2 separate regions of the Sus scrofa genome follow, and region 2 is linked to region 1. The links are chromatin contacts, called in public Hi-C maps. All regions are on one chromosome and are shown on one strand. Each heading gives the region's core, a stretch centred on a gene start, on an enhancer-like site or on the middle of the called end of the contact. The rest is flanking DNA. Distances are from core to core; before and after follow the strand shown.

Region 1 (4,686 bases), core at 582-3,081:
AGAGTTCTGCTACCACGAAAAGTTTAAATACCGTTATAAGATTTCTAAGGGCCCTTCTAGTTCCCCTAAACCAAGATTTAAAAAAAAAACTCCCATACACAACAGGGATTTAATGTGATAAAAATGTTTACACACAGAGGCACAATAAACAGCTTATTTCTTTTTTCCTAACCACTTTTTAATCTTGGTATTATCTCAAAATAAGATGCAATGCAATATTTGAAATGATAATCTGATTATATAATATACACTGAAAGTAATTGGCAACCCTCATGAAGACTGTCCTTTTGAAAGCCATAGAAAAATGGCTTACAAAGTTCAGGACCAAATTCAAATTCTGCATGTTATTTTTTTCTCTTAGGTAATAGTAAATGCTGTGTCATAATCCAAACAAATGTGCGAGAACAAATTATCTTTAGTCTCTCAATTACTGACTCTCTAACTCTTCTCCACAAGTACCATCTTTCTTCTTTGTATTCCTGGCCAAGGCTGACCCTGAAAGTTCAGTTTATTAGAGTCATTAGAGGTGCTAGACAAATCAAATAGGTAATTTGACAGAGCCTCCCTTCCTCCTCAGCTTCTAAAGCAGATTGCAAGAGATTTATTAGAATCACCTGGGAAGCTTTTTCAACCCACACTTATGCCCCACTCTCCTCTCCTTCTTGCCAAGCGCTGTTTTAGCTTGGGGCTTCTTTCTGTCCCACATAAAAGGCCTCTCCATTCTTTTAAATCCTACTCAATTTAAGACGGATGGAGTAAAAACAGTTGAACCTGCAAGACATTGGCTTTGTGACAACTGGTTGGGCAAGCCACTTAACTTATCTGGTCTCAGCTTTTTCCTCTGATTTTTGAGGTCCCCTTCCAACTTTGAAATTCTATGACCTAATGTCATGTCTTTGAAGCTTTCTGACTACTCCTGGCATAGAATGACTTCTTGTCATTTCTTGGTTTTCCAACAACCTGTGCAATACAGCATATCTTCCAGTTATATACTGTCCTATATTGCCCTCTAGTTGTTTTTACATGGAAAATTTTTTCTTCTCAATGATAGTTAAAATATATTTAGTTTTAAAAGCTTATTTTCCAGAGCAGGTAGCATGTGTTTTACTTAATTCTCCTAGGATACCTCGGGGGTGTCCTTAGGTAATCAGTATATATTTATATTGACTTGTTCAAAGGAATGTGGTCCCTTCTTTCAAAGTCCTGGAATTATATTTTTACATCAGCGCTGTCCAATAGAAATGTAATATGAGCCACAAACGTGAGCCTGATATGTAATTCTAAGTTTCCTAGTAGGCACATTAAAAAAGTGAAAATACACAAGTGAAATTAATTTTAATAATATATTTACCCCAATACATACAAAACATTAGAATTTCAACATGTAGTCAGTGTAAAAATTAAGATACTTCATATTTTTTCATAATAAGTTGTCAAAAACCGGTGTATAGTTGATATTTACAGTACATCTCAGTTCAAAAGAGCCGCAGACAAGTGCTCAATGGCCCCATGTGGCCAGTGGCTACCATATTAAGCAGCGCAGTTCTGTGTAACTGGGCTGCTTTCCAAAGCTATCACTTATTTTTTATTCAGGTGATATCAGGCTCACGTTTGTGGCACTTAATGAGTGCCAGAGGGGTGCAAAAATTAATATTCTGGCACAGGAGATAGGTTTGTAAATCACTAGCGGAAATAGTGGTAGGTGTTCTGATAGAGATGCAGAGAAAATGAAAATTTTCTGTGACTTGGCAGGGGAGAGGAGCTCAAGGAAGGTTTCACGGAGGAAGTAACTTTTGAGTGGGTGTGTGGTGTGGTGTGTAGGAGGGGTGACTGGGAAGGGGGCGGACGAGGATTGGCTGGGAGGAACCCAGCTCTCCGGCTGCTGGGTGGACGGAAGCCGGAGGGGGGCGCTACTCTCACTTCGCGCTCGGACGCGTAGACCTGCGCACCGAGCGAGCGTCGCGGAGGCCAAGTCCCCGGCCGTCCCGGCCGGTTAGCCCAGGGAGCACCTTGCGAGGTAAGGCGCAGGACTGGCCAGCTCATGGAGCGCGCCCGCCCTCGCTCCCTATTCGGTCTCGGCCTCAGAGCCCACAAGAAAATTTTCTTTCCAGCCCGGGGTGGCGACGAGGAGCCAAGCGTAAAAGCGGCGCCTAGGGTTTGCTTGTTTGTCTGCGTGTGTGTGTTCGTAACAGATGTCTACTACTTGTAATAGGCAGCCTGGTAAAATGAGTCTGTGGAAACGGTTGCTAGGCTCAGTTAACTGCCGCCTCCGGAAGTTTTCAGCCGCTTGTGTAACAATGGGGCTACCGGACCAATGCGGTGCCCCTTCCGGTTTTGTCCCTTTTCTCCGAGCTCATTACCACCAAGGTTGCCTTTGACCCCGGAAGTGAGATCCTCCGGGTTCCTCCCTCCCTCAAGATGGCAGCAGCCGAAGATGAGTTACTGCTACCGCGGCTCCCCGAACTGTTCGAAACCAGCAAGCAGCTCCTGGATGAGGTGGAAGTAGCGACTGAACCCACTGGCTCCCGCATAATCCAAGATAAAGTGGTCAAGGGACTAGACCTCCTGAAGAAGGCTGCCGAAATGTTATCGCAGCTCGACCTGTTCAGGTATGGGAAGAGGGTAATAACGGCTGAGAACGGCTCAGAACGCAGGTAATAATGGTTACCCAGGGTGGAGCCATTGAGCCGGGGTGGAGGAGCACTTTAGAACCGGCAACCTTTCCTTTCTATTTCCCACTGCGATCTTTTGTACATTGTTTACATTCTCCACCTCCCTTCCGAGATAGTTAAGATCCCATGACTCTGCTCCCTAGTGTCAGCTATTTGCATAGGCATTGGGCGTGAGCGCTCAGCTAGCTGCTTTCATTGTAGAAAGCCGGCAGCTGTTCCCAGTGCGTTTTCCCTTTGTCCCACTCCCACCCACCCCCCTCCTAGGAGAGGAGTTTGAATGCCCAACCAGGCTTCACAGCCTCCTCTTTGCTCTTTCCAGCCGAAATGAAGATTTGGAAGAGATTGCTTCCACCGACCTGAAGTACCTGATGGTGCCAGCATTTCAAGGAGCGTTCGCCTTGAAACAAGTCAACCTCAGCAAACGTCTAGAACACTTGCAGTGGGCTCGAGAACACTTTTCAAACTATTTAACTCAGTGCCAATACTATCATGTGGCAGAGTTTGAGCTGCCCAAAACCAAGACCAACTCAGCAGAAAATAACACTGCTAATTCCTCCGTGGCCTATCCTAGCCTCGTTGCTATGGCATCTCAGAGACAGGCTAAGATAGAGAGGTGGGTCATTTGAGGACTGCTCAATGGCAGTGCCATCGGAGGGGAGGGGTGCATGTTTTTTTGGTTTGTTTTTTCTGGCAGGGGTGAGCTGGGAAACTGATGTAAACTCTTTGGGTTCTTACTGAGCGTAGTCCATGGTGAGAGCTAACTCTCCTGAGTTTTTCAAGAAGCCTCTGCCTTTGTTGAGATGATCATATCTAACCGTCAGACTCCTAGCACCTTACGATTGCTTATAGCAGAATGTCTCCCACTCTCTCTCAGGTAGCAGCATAACAATATTCACGTGGTACCCTGAGGTAAGTATATCTGGAGGGCACAGTATCTTGTAGCTGTAGTCCATCTGTGGTCCATTGTTTGAGAAGCTCTGTTCCAGCAATACTGGATCAGGTGTGTAACATCCTGGCACAGCTTTATCATGTGACCTTGAACACCTTGCTCTCTTAATTTAGTTTTTAGAAAATATTTAATGAGTGCTCACAGTGTTTAGAAGCTATGCTAAGTCCTGGGGATACAAACTGGGTATGGATATTTGTATGAATATGGGCGGTCTCTGCCTTGGAGGAGCATACAGTCTACTGAGGAAAAGAGGCATAGAAACAGAGTGTGGTAGGCATAGAAACAAAACAATGTGATAGGGAGATGCAGAAGGTACCGAGAGAGCAGACAGGAAGGACACTTGACCAAAGAGGGAGCAGGAGAGAGGAGAAGGCTTCCTTGAAGAGGTGACTCCTGTGGTGAGCTGTTTAAGAATGCATAGGAGTATTATCTAGAGGAAGAGGAAAGGAGGGCTTTAGCCAGCAAAGATAATAGCATAAGTAAAGCTACAGGGGCATTAAAGAGCACAGTGCTGAGGCGGAGAACAACTATAAGCAATTAGGTGATGCTAGAACACAAAGTGGGTGGTGAGAGGCGGGAAAGAATGATGCTGAAGAATGTTGTAGGGTTCAGCTCAGGGAGAGCTTGGGGTGTGAGGAGGGTGAAAGAATAACCTTGATCCTGAGAACTTGGGAAGAGGTTTGAATCCCAGTTCCAACATTTAATCGTTCTGACTTTGGGGCGGTTGCTTAATCTCTCGGTGCCTTAATTTTCACCAGCTGTAAAATTGGCTAATAATAGGTCCTATAAAATAGTTAGGAAGAGTAGAAGAGAAACTCATAAAAAGAATTTAGCACAATGTCGGATATAGTGAGCTCTCAAAGTCAGTTATTATATCTTTGTAGTTGAGTACAGGTGGTAGAGTCAGAAACCTGGCTTTGAGACCCAGCGTGACTTATAAGCCATTGGACTTTGGGTAATTTATGTAACCTATCTAAGCCTTCAGTGACCTCCTATGTGGTGTCTAAGTAATAATGGTATCTACCTCATAGAGTTAAGAGGCATTAATAATAGTGAACCACATAA
Region 2 (4,686 bases), core at 585-3,084, 280 kb after region 1:
TATAATTCTAACTTGTGTTCCTTGGCCCCTGGAAACGCTATTCACGAGAGTCAGTGCAAGTACCCAAGCCTCACTGCCTTTTAGTAGCCCTCTGTCCCTGAGGGGAGTATGCAGCACCAAGTCGTGTGTCTTCATGTTGCTCTCTTACCTCAGGAAATCAGAATAATGCTAGCAAGGCCAGTGGCCTAACCTTCACTGTGGAGCCTGCCCAGTCTGGTCTCCACATTCAGGAGAAAGGAGCTGTATTTACTAAGTATCTCCGTGTGTTTGCCACAGTTTTACTTGCTCCCCACCAAAAATGTTCAAGGTGAATAAGTGCCCTTATTTTGCAGATGAGGAAACAGAGGTTAAGTCATTTCACTAAAGTCACAGAGTTACTGAATAATACAGCTAGGACTTGAATCCAGATCTGACACCACAGCCTCTTGTGTGACTCTAGAATGGCAGCAGTGTCTATTCCTAATGCCTTGCGGCCTGATTTGGCATCACCTGGGCATAGGAGCATACTGCTGCCCAGTCCCCAGCCAGCACAGCACTGGCTGCCTGCTTTCTCCTCTGAGAGGAAAGAGGAAGGGTATGTGCATAGCTTACTCCTCACTCTGCACCTGGGTTCTCCATCTCTGCTTAAGGTGAAGAGGGAGCCAGCCCTGGCCCTGCAGCCTTCTGGGGAGCTCACAAGCCCTGAGCTTCATATCCACATCCATTCCGAATCCCAGCCCCCACCCCCAAAAAAGCTCCCAAAGCTTCCCCCCAGAATTCAGCACACGAAAGCTAAGACTCCTCCAGAGTCCAACAGAGTCTGAGCAAAAGAAACCAAAGGACAACCTGCCTAGAGCGAAGCCTGCAGGATTCAGTGACCCGGCAGCCCTCACTGGCCTCCTGCCAGCAAGCAGCCCAGCTTCTCTTTGCATTTTAATGCGGAGGGAGCAAGGGAGCCTTTGCCATTGCCAACTAGAGCCCCTGGATACAATGGGAAGGCAGAGAAGGAGGGGGGCCAGCTCTTGGCATAAGAGAGCCAGTCTTCCTTCTTGCTGTTCCAAATCCAGTGCGTTTGGGGGGAGGGGTAGCCGAGCTTATCCCTAGAGAAGGCATCCTTTCCCACCAACACTTCGCTAGACTCCAGGCTTCATCAGGCAAAAGGTAGAGAGAGAAGATCAGTCAAGCCAGCCCCCAGTCCCTGGCCCACCCAGAGCCCTGTGCTCTAGTGCTAAGCCGACTCTACAATGTGCTGGCTATCCCTCTCCTGCTGTGTGGTTACAGCATCTTTTGTATGTGTTCATCTTCCAAAAGCCAGTGACCCTAACACTATACATTCCTCCAATGATGCTTGGAAAGAGACTGGATGCCTTGGGGTCAAGTCAGCGGGAATGATGCAAATTTCAGCACATCTTAAATGAGCATCTCCTTTCCAGGGTGATGCGGGGGGGGGGCGAAGGGGAGGGCTGCTAATGACACCCAGGCCTCACAGGGCCCATAGAGACCCCTGGTCCAGAAACAGTGAAACTGGAAGTGGCTTGCAACTCTGAGGTCTCTTCTAGATGCGCCTTGCAAAAGTCAAAGCAGGATCTCAAGAGGAAAGGGAAGCTGATGAGGCAAGGCTATCCTTCCAGGGAGCTTGAGTCTGGATGCTGGACTTACACACACACACACACACACACACACACACACACACACACACACACACACTCCTTCCCAAGGGGCTGGCTGGGCCCCTTCTCACTGCCAAGTTGCATTGCAAAGTTGTGTGGTTACCTCCCCCCAGCTTCCCGCCCGCCCACCCGTGCCCTCAGCCCTCGCCTCCCTGAGCTGGGACAAAGCCTCAGAGAGGGGAACAGGAGGAGGGACAGAGAGATGGGGAAGGCTGCACAAAGGAATTCCTCACCCCAAGCCCCCTGACCGACAGCGAGTAAAGAAGCAGTTCTGCTCGCCCTCCCCCGTCCTCCCTCCCATCTTCCCACCCTGGCCGGGCATGGGCCAAAGAGTAGCTGCAGGCCTGGGGAGAGGACCCACATAGCCTCCTGTAGGTGGCAACAGTGCCACCTGTTTGACTGGTGGGGCTGAGCCAAGGACTGGAAGAGGGAGGAGGCAGACAACTCGGAGAAGAGCTGGGAAGCTGTGCAGTGCAGAGAGCAGAGCAGAGCTGCCGCTGAGAAAAGGTGTGAGGGTTCGGGAAGGCTGGGGGCCGCAGGCGGGAGTGGTGGGGCAGAGACCGGCTCCTCCCGGCAGGGACTGGGCCCAGGGACTGAGGAGCAGCCCTGGACAGCTTCCCTGTTGGGAGTTTTCTGTCTGCTCAGATCCTCATCCATCCCACAGATAGCTCCTGGAGGGAGGTGTGATCCTGGAAGGCTGTGTCTGGGTGTAGGGGCAGGACCCATGCTGACTGAGCCCCTGATTGCAGGCTGCTACCACCCAGTCCCAGCATGGGAAGAGGCAAGGGGCCTCCCTTTGGGTTGGCTTTTTCCTGGGAGGGAGTCTCAGGGAGAGGAGAGGTTTCCTTCCCAGCCCGACCCCCAGCTCTAGCCCCCCAACTTCATGCCCTACCCCAACCCTCCTTTTCTAAGGACAGCATAGGGTAAGAAGTGCAGTTTCAGGAGCAGCCACACCCTCTCTTCCAGGGGCCCAGCCACTGTGCACCCCAAGACCCCACAGCCTCCGGCGAGCCCAGATGACAAGGCAAGAGTCATGTTCCTCAGACCACACTCCCTTTGGGTGTATCCAGAGGCCCCTTTACATACCCTAAGCCACCTAGAAACCCATTTTACTGACAGCCACTAGTGGGTACACACATTCAAATGCTGCCACAAATCTCACATCCTCTTATGGAGAATCACAACCACACACCCAGCCTAGTTTGGGAATCAGTAAGCCATCTGGGTCTCAGCATGACCCCAAAGTGCAAGGTCCAGGGATCCCCTGCCCCAAGATAACCACACCCCCATACACACCTTTGCCCTGTATTTGTTGTACTTTCACCAAAGTGACCTCAGAGGGTGGGGCCCCTGAAAGGGGGAAGGCGGGAACTGGGTTCCTGGCTGGGGTGGGGGAGATGGCTGGGCAGGAAGGGACAGGACCTGAGGTGAAAGGGCTTAAATTTTCCAGGTATGTGCGCACAGGAAAAGGGTTCCTTCAGAAGGCAGGGAGTGACCCAGGCAACCTGTTCCCCCTCAAGGCTTCCCCTTATTGGTAGTGCCCCCCTGCCCCCTGGGAGGTGGAGACAGAGAATCTTTCAGGCTGGGGCCTTGTGATGTGTACAATCTCTGAATCCATAGCAACTGGCCAACTAGCCAGCCCTCCCTCAGCCCCAGGTCAGAACTGGTGCCTCTGCTTCAGGTTACTCCTTGGTTCCTGTGGTTGAAGAATGCATCTCAGAGCTACCTGAAGCTTGGCCAGATCTGCCCCAACTTGCTAAACCCTGTTTGCCCCACCCCAGGCACTTTCTCCAGAGTCCCCACCCCAGTCAAGCACTCCATCCCCAGATAGGGATGCTGTTAAAAGGGGAGGAGTTGGAGAGAGGGTGTGTATCCTGCCCTGAGGCTGGACCTCCTGGGTGTCTAACTGACTTTCCAGGTATGCAGAAGTAAGGGAAAGAAAGACCCCGGAAACTGTCTCCTTTGCTTAACTCCTCGTCCAATCTGGCACTTGGGCCTGCCCTGTGACCTCTGTTGCCAAGCAGCAGCCCAGGCCTCTGCTCCTCCCCCCCCCAACCCCGGGCTCCTCAAATATCCTGAAAGGGAGGCTGGGATCTGTCTTCTGTCAGGATCCCTGATAGCCAAGTGTCCCTTCATTTAGACCCTCACCATGGCCGAGTCCCGCGGCTGCTGCTCTGTCTGGGCCCGCTGCCTCCACTGTCTGTATAGCTGCCACTGGAGGAAATGCCCCAAAGACAAGATACAAACCAACAAGGTGAAGTATGGGTGGGGTGGGGATGGTGGATGGAAGTCCAAGGCAGAGATCCCTGGGAAGGGATAAAAAGACCAGATGTGTTCAGAGGCAGGGGTGGGGAAAGAGAGAAAGAGGCTTTCTCTCCCCAGGAGGAAGCTCCCCTCAAATACAGGAAGAGCTGCCCACAGAGCAGAGCAGCCCCAGGCTTGGCAGGAAGCCCCCCTGAGCTGCCATCCGTTGCAGATTCAGCCGAAGTGAAGATCCGGCTATGAGCTTCTCTCCTGCCTCTTTGCAGTGCGAATGCATCTGGTTCGGCCTGCTCTTCCTCACCTTCCTCCTTTCCCTGGGCTGGCTGTACATCGGGCTCATCCTTCTCAATGACCTGCACAACTTCAATGAGTATGTCACAGACTCGCTTCCTCGGCAGACATGTCAACCTACTCCCCACCCTGGGACCCCTTGGGTGCTCAGTCATGCCCAGCCCTGGCCAGCTCTCCCCCATCCAGCCTCCCTTGAAAATCCCTCCATGAAGTCTCTCCAGTCCTTGGAGCCCCTGACCCCATGAAGGACTTCCCCTCACTCCCTTCCAGCCCTGGATCCACCCAGTCCAATTTCCCTCAGGCCACTATTACCACCCTTCCTCTACTCAGACGCCTCCCTCTCTCCTCCCACAGATTCCTGTTCCAGCACTGGGGACACTGGATGGACTGGTCCCCAGCATTCCTGCTGGTCATCTCTCTCCTGGTCACGTATGCATCTGTGCTCTTGGTGGGTCCGGGGGCAGCTGCCCTAACTCCCCAACAG

What was found. Hi-C and Micro-C count contacts between places; a contact is called where the count stands out from the background.
Region 2: a Hi-C map of liver shows a contact between it and region 1, with 3 times the contacts expected there. The contact joins the promoter of GDPD2 here to the promoter of IGBP1 in region 1. A contact is called at or near these places in 2 of 47 Hi-C or Micro-C datasets (liver and mesenteric adipose tissue) and 1 of 2 datasets of contacts at active chromatin or transcription factors (skeletal muscle).

What each region holds. Positions count from the first base shown.
Region 1 is chrX:56,171,942-56,176,627 of Sscrofa11.1, forward strand. IGBP1 (immunoglobulin-binding protein 1) reads left to right here and starts at 1,832. Exons shown (of 6, transcript XM_001927370.5): 1 at 1,832-2,609; 2 at 2,992-3,285. The coding sequence starts at 2,419.
Region 2 is chrX:56,447,596-56,452,281 of Sscrofa11.1, forward strand. It overlaps GDPD2 (glycerophosphoinositol inositolphosphodiesterase GDPD2), which reads left to right and starts at 1,835. Exons shown (of 16, transcript XM_003135152.4): 1 at 1,835-2,156; 2 at 3,790-3,903; 3 at 4,178-4,281; 4 at 4,557-4,650. The coding sequence starts at 3,799.